Linked DNA regions of Danio rerio: region 2 is linked to region 1. Evidence: chromatin contacts called from public HiCAR-type data. All regions are on one chromosome and are shown on one strand. Each heading gives the region's core, a stretch centred on a gene start, on an enhancer-like site or on the middle of the called end of the contact. The rest is flanking DNA. Distances are from core to core; before and after follow the strand shown. Region 1 holds the start of mark3a (MAP/microtubule affinity-regulating kinase 3a). Region 2 holds the start of ckba (creatine kinase, brain a).

What was found. HiCAR-type assays count read pairs that join an accessible place to other places.
Region 2: a contact with region 1 is called in a HiCAR-type map of caudal fin, with 3 times the contacts expected there. The contact joins the promoter of ckba here to the promoter of mark3a in region 1. A contact is called at or near these places in 2 of 4 datasets of contacts at active chromatin or transcription factors (caudal fin and embryo).

The regions. Positions count from the first base shown.
Region 1 is chr13:17,558,696-17,562,489 of GRCz12tu, reverse strand. mark3a (MAP/microtubule affinity-regulating kinase 3a) reads right to left here and starts at 2,002. Exons shown (of 16, transcript NM_199885.1): 1 at 1,494-2,002. The coding sequence starts at 1,547.
Region 2 is chr13:17,678,646-17,682,430 of GRCz12tu, reverse strand. ckba (creatine kinase, brain a) reads left to right here and starts at 2,495. Exons shown (of 8, transcript NM_001077163.1): 1 at 2,495-2,585. trmt61a (tRNA methyltransferase 61A) reads right to left here and starts at 486. Exons shown (of 4, transcript NM_001002321.1): 1 at 410-486.

The sequences.
Region 1 (3,794 bases), core at 753-3,252:
GTGCCAGATCATATAGTCCACAACAATACTCGTGTACATTTTTATATGATGAAAAATTTTATATTACAATATCAATGATATATCAACGTGATGACATATGGCACACACAAACCTCTGTGCATTTATGGCTTTGCACACCACAACACCAGTCTAAGATAAAGAACGGCAAATCAGCCTTAAATAACAATATAAAAACTAAAACAAAAGCTACTTTCATGGTATAACAGTGGTTTGGTCACAAGAAGTCAGACTTATTTTCAAAAAACTAATGTAAGACATGAAATCCACAGTTCAATGACAGCTCCGGTGGGAAACAATGTAAACAAACTGAAACAGAAATAGTTCGAAAACAGAACAAGAAAGACAGCAGAATAAAAAGACAAATAAATGACAGAACAAGACAGACAGACAGACAGACGGGCGATAGATAAAGAGGAGTTACAACAAAACAGCTGAGAAAATGACAAATGAATGACACAACAACAGAAATAGGATGACAACAATTGGGGAACAACAAATTGACAGAGACACAGACAGACAGACAGACACAAAAGAGCAACAGACAATTTCACACACACACATGCACACACAATAAGCAAACAAAGAATGACAGTTAGGCATGCGGGCGACAGACAATACCACACACAGATGACAGAACCAAACATGCATGTAGTTTATGATAAAATTACAGACAGACAATAACCTAATGTGAAACATAAGACAGAATGATAGAACAATAGATGGACAAACATACACCCAGATGACTGAACAGGCACACAATACGACATACAATGAAATAGTCAGCCATATATTAAGAAATATGATCCAACTACAGATACAGTAAAAGATTAGATAAACAATAAAATATTTGCAGAGGGAAAAGTCAAATACTGTAACTTGATGCCACATCTACAGGCAGCTTTACCTGCAGTAGAGCGCGTGCTTACGTCACCTTCCCTTACTGCTGACGTATGACCAGTAACCTGTTGGACGGACTGACGCCAATGCGCAATAACTGCCTCCTATCGGCGCATTAAAGATGCAAACCCACGCACTGTCACTCACTAAGTGTGCAGGATTTTAGCTATCAACAAGCATAAAACAGCATATGTTGCACTCATTAAGCAGAAAAGCAGCCAAATTATCAATGGAACCCATGCGTCACTTCAGCCGGTGTTCCATCTGTCCAAAGAATGGCACAATACACCTAATCCACTTAAAACACTGTCAGCACAAAAAACACGTTAAGATATGCGACATTGCCCTTTATGCTGCACAAAATGTGTCGAATTAATGTAGACTTCAACATAATTTTGATCAAATCGGCGGTCTATATAACGTTATGTTAGGCAGCTCACTGGGTTTTGATACTTGCTCTGCGACGTGACACGATCAAAATAACACGTATGCGTGATTAATCAACACATGATTGGGTCAGTCGGCAAGTTAATATCGATTATTAACCAAATACAATACAAAAATAGACTACTTACGTTTTCAGCCTTCCGTTCATTGACGGTTGGCAGGGGGGCTCTCGTTGTTGACATCGCAATCACAATTTAAGCAGCAGATTTTGCGGTGAAACAAAGAGGGGGATATATGATTGACCGATAACACGCTTGGTCAATATCATTGATTTGCTTCTGCAGTTAAAAACAAAGTGGTTAAAAGTTTGGGAAAAATATCCAGGACGCTCGATGACGTTACTGCGTTTGATTAGCGATTAAAAGCTATCTAATAAATAGCGAACGAGATCGATTAAAAAAAATACTTTAAAGCATGAAGTCGCTGTCTGCTTCATATTTAGGATGTCCGGTTCAAGTAAAGATAAATAAAATTGCACTTCTCAGGGCCTCCGCTGCGATCTTCCTCAAAGAATATCTGCTCATCAACGATTCTTCAAACGGATTGTCCGGCAACGTTACATTCAGTGGTGAAGGCAGATGCGGATAAAGCGGATGTTTAGAGGATTCGGTGACACGGGGAGAACGCGCTCGTTGACGGCTCCATTCCACCCGAACATCCGCTTTTGTCGCCTCTTCAAAACGAGATCCAAGATGGCCGTCTAACAGCGCAGGAGTTTCGAGCCGAGCCAAGAGAGAGACAGAGGAAGTGAGGAAACAGACGGATCCCTCTGCTCATTGGAGACCATCGTGTCCCTCATGGAATTGTAGATATTCTTATGGAAAAAGGGGGGAAACTTCGTCATAGCATAACAACTGTGAAATACCCTGTACTGTATATGGTAAATTAAGACAAATACTCAGTACAAATACATGAGGTGGAAATTAGATTTATTAGACAAGTATTAGTCAGACTCAGAAGGTAGTAATGTGACCAAATATTTATTGCTGCAGACCTCATGCATGCATTTCTAATGGGGAAAACGAAGTCTGGCCTTTCAAAATGTCATAGCATGTACTGAGTACATGTCAAGATAATTGACTTTAAACATTTATTGTGATTTGTGTAAAAAATTATATTATACATTTTAAAATTAAATAGCACGTTGGAGAAATCATTAAACTATTTAAAAAACGCATGAACACGTAAATTAATTGTTAAAACATAATTTACGTGTAAACGCCTTAGTTCCAGACGTTTTAATGTTCTTCTTCTTATGGGGTTAATGGCGGTTGGCAGACCAACTTATATGGTGCATTTCCGCCACCTACTGGATAGGAGTGTGGAGCGCATAATGTAGGAGAAGCACGAGTACAAAAGATATATGATACGAATGGAGGGATGAGATTACCAAAGGGAAGAGAGAACAGGAAGAAGAGTAGGAGGGGAGGAAAAAAAACAGTTTAATACGATATAAATTTTTAATTTCTTATGTTATGTTAAGTTATTCTTAAATTCTATTAATCAATTTTGTTTCCTTTAAGTAATTAATTAATTGCATTATTATTTTAACTTGATTTGAACCGTTTCCTAATAGGGTCTGAAATGGTAAATTTTTTATCCCATAAATGCTTAATCCTTGAACTAATTGACATCTCTGATTTTCATATGCCACACATTCTGTAATTACATGTTCTAATGTTTCTATTTTCCCGCATTTATCACAACATCATCCTGTCTTATGCTTCCCTATTCTAAATTTATACTGGTTTAGCAAACAATGACCCACACGCAACCTAGTTATCACCACATCATTCCTTCTATTACCAAACTTATTTCTAGTACCACCCACACATCCATGAATATTATGAATATGTCTGCCTTTTTCTCCATTATCCCACTCCCTCTGCCACATTCTACCTGTTTCTTTTGCAATTATGTTTTTTACCTCTGACTTACTTATTTTTATTTTTATTTCTATTTGATTATGTTGTAATGCTTCCTTTGCAAGTTGGTCTGCCTCTTCATTACCTACTTCTCCCATATGACCAGGAATCCACAAGAAGCTTACAAAAAGTCCACCCTGTCTGATTCTAAATACATTTTGCATGATCTCATTCATTATGTCCTGTCTTGCCTTAGAAGTTCAAGTAATTGCAACACGTTCTCACTCCCAACTCGTCATATACTGACGCTTGGTCAGGAACCCTCGGCGTAGGTTATTGACGCACAGGGTACCCCTTTAGCGTCATATTTAGACGTGCAGGGATTCCCTATAGAATATGTACCTGAGCCTGAGGCGTCATAGGGAGACGCTGGAGGCTCGTATAATTACCAATAGATGTCAACGTAATTTTTAAAACCTGATTTTACGCCTATTATCGCAGTTTTCTTATTTTAAAAATATGTAATTTTTATTTTATTTAATTTTATTTATTATTTTATTATTT
Region 2 (3,785 bases), core at 1,246-3,745, 120 kb before region 1:
TATGTAAGTTAATCTTTAAATCACACTTTTAATCTTACCTGTTGGCATTTCTATTTTCTATGAGTCAGCAAGGTCACTGTCATTGACAGACCAACAACAGAAACACTAACCCAACGTTAACTTAAACCGCGTCTTCAATTAACTTACCACGACTTCAGTTGTTTTCATTAACTTACAAACCTATCTTCAATACTTTATAAAGAGCATTTTTATATAACGGTTACACTAAAAATGAAAACAAGTTTCAAAAAACTTCTTTCACACTTGACAGCTAACGTTAACGTAATTCGAGTTACAATAAAGATATTTTGAAGTAACCTGCGCCTGCTCGTTAACTCACAAAGGAGCACATGACATTTCTGAACGATACATACACCATTGAGCATATTTAAAGACTGAAAAAACTCACCGTTAAGTTACTTTAGTAAGACTGTTTTGTTTGTGAAGGAGCAGAACGACGTAGCACGTGTGTGCAGCTAGTTTGCTGAAAAACCCCCTCGTGTACACACAGAAGCAGCCACAGAGCCGATCTTCACATCATGTTGATTGACTCTATCACAAGTGATCGCTCCACTTGGTATTTACCAATCTACACTCGTAGAAAACGTCAACATCTCGCGACCCGCTCGCGACACAGTCTCAGGAAAATGATGTAAGGGTTTTAAAGGAACAGCGTAAGGTTATGTCGCATAACTGAGAAGAGTTTCTGGTAACGTTACAGTTTATCTTGCCTTAACAAACTGGGAAGCATCCGAATTTTTCTCAGATGTGATTTTGACTTTCCCAAACTCCCAGTGAAGCTTTCAGCATTCCACCAACAAGTCTTGTTTTGGAAACAAGCGCACACACATTTTTACACCCCAAAATACCCCTATATGCAAAAACAAGTATATTCTACATGGGAACAAATCCATTTTTAGTAGGAATGTTTTAATAAAAATATTTGGTCAGTAACAGGCATAATATATGGCAGTGGCAATTTTCTAGTGATAATACTTTCACTTTAAGACACGACTTGTCACCATTGCTTGTCACCCAAAGCAGTTTTTCACTTTTATTAATGCAATACCCTCAGGTATAAAAATGTTAATGAAAGGTTTCCTATCTTATTTGAAAATTATTCCAATACTTCCCTTATTGTATATTGGATTGAAGTTGATAACAAACCTTGCAATAATAAACATTTAAGACGAATTATTATCCAATCTTGAACCCCCCACCCCCATCAAGTATTACAAAATAAATTATTTAATTCATTGGATAAAAATACTGTTAAACATTTCAGAACGACATATCTTAAATTTCCAATTCTCCCCAAGGCAAAAAGTACAATTTAAAATATTAAATTGAATATAGCCTTCTAATGGGTTTTACACTTGAAATGTAATTTTGAAAATGTATCATTTGTGTAAACACTTAATTGAAGACACAGAACACATATTTTGTAGTTGTAGCTCCGTTCAATCGTTTTAGGAAAAAGTGTAAGACTGGTTGATAATAAAGAATGTGGATGCTAAAGGTTTGACTTTCACATTACACGATGTACTATATGGAATTACTAAATATTGTTCTGTTTTGCACGATTTTATAAATATTATCACTGTATTAGACAAATATTTTATTCATAAATGCAGATATTTCAAAATCCCTCCACTACACAATGTCTTTATAAAAGAACTTAAAATTTTTCCGGATAACCTGGCTAAAATGATAAGAAAAAGTTCATTAAAAATATTACATGTATTTGTATCATCTTGCCATAGCCGATAAATGTTTTATATTGATTTCTGTTTTATGTTTTTTTTTCACTTTTAATTTGATTTTACATTGGATGATTTTTGTAATTTACTTTTTTGTAATTTTTTTGTGTTGAGCTTTATGTGTGATACACAATTTGTTAGGATGAATGCTATTTTGTTGTATTTGGATTTTGTATTTCCAATAAGAAACTAAAATAAATAAAATAAAATAAAATAAAATTATGTCGCTAAAAGCTTGTGATAATGAACAAAATGTGTGCTTGCTTGTGATGGTGGTAACTTTAGAAAAGATTCCGCTAAAGTTTTTTTCCATCCCTAAAACCCCAATAACAAGCCTAAGTATGCTTTCATCAAGTAATACGCTGTATAATACTCAGAAATGTTACCCTATTAAGTTTAGATGTGTTGACGCTTCCAATATAAGTTTTATTTAACTTTTAGTATAAAAAGTACTTTAGTAATTAGTACTTTTACCATAATACTTATAGTTAAATATAATTTTAACAGGTTTACCAAAGCAAAATCAAACACAAAAAATTCACTTAACTAAAATATAAACTTTATTCAATCATTAATCAAACATGCATTATATACATGATGTATATAAATATGTTGAGAGCTGTGAAACTTCTTCCTATGGAATGAATGCACTGTAAAAAGCTGCCAATGGGAGTGGCTTTCCTTTACTATAAAACCAGCGCTTCATCAAGATTTAGTGCAGGAGAGCGAACAGACGCCACACACCTCACTCCTACCGGAAAAATAGCACGGAAAATAGCAATCTTTGTCTCACCACAGTCTTCCACCTAGTTCCTGCGCCCCTCGGTAAGTCTTTATAGGGAAGTTTTTATTCCTGCTTAAGCGAGCAGTTTAAATTTACTTTGTAAAAATACAATAATAACGGCTGTGTAGACTTACTGTATAGGCTTGCCGTGGATCTTTGTTTCAAGGCCATTTAACGCATGGATTGAGATGAATTTAGTACACGAGATTAATTTTTGAGAACGATGCTTTGTAATTTTTCGGAACAATTTTCTTCTTGAAGAGAGCTCGTGTCACTCATAAGTGACAGCTCACTCTTTCGCTAAAGTAATCCCGTCCAGTAGACGCCCTGTAATAAGTCATCCATTTAGTAGCATCGATTTGTGCTTTCTACAGCTCAGAATTGTCGAATATAGATTGAGCTTTCGTTACTTTATGCCTCAAACAGATATTGGAATGGAATTTGCAAAGTATAATCTTTCTTCCGATTCAGATTCCTGTCAGCGATTGAGAGTTGTTTAGTACCTTTGAGTAAATATTTGGGTGAAAAATCATATTACATAACGATGTTTGTACATATGAAACAAATCAGTCATTATTCTACAGTGTAGAACCTGCTTACAAATATATTTGTTTCCATAATAATTTTCACATCTTGAAATGCCGCAGTTTTTTATTCACTGAGGAAAATATTATCTTGTTCTCCATTAATATACGAGTATTTGTGAAGTGTGTGTGTGTGTAATTTACTTATTTTTTTAATTTTTACTTATTTTGCATGCTTTTAATGTTGCAGTTTGTTCACAGATGCAGTCACAGATGATGGTTGGTGTTAAAACTCCCAACTTTACATTAAGTAAAATCAGTAATTAAAAAAAGAGTTTAGATATCTATATATCTATATATTCCAGGTAAAAAAAAAGTGCACTAAAATGCACTTTATTTAAGTATACTTAGTACACTTTTCAGAAATGTGCTAAAAGTGCTCTATTTTCGCACACTAATTTTGTACTTAATGTACTAAAAGATAGTATTAAGTATATGTTAAGATAAACTTACTACCATCTAAGTGTACTCAACTGTGCTATTTTGAGACAACCTGACATTGAACTAAATGTGCTTTTAACATACTATATCTGTATTTAAAAAAAAAAAATTAGTTACAACTAGAAATACACTTGAACCCTAATTTTAAACATTTATAAATATATTTAAGAATAGCTTAAAGCATAATAGTAATATATTAAAAGAATATACAAAATG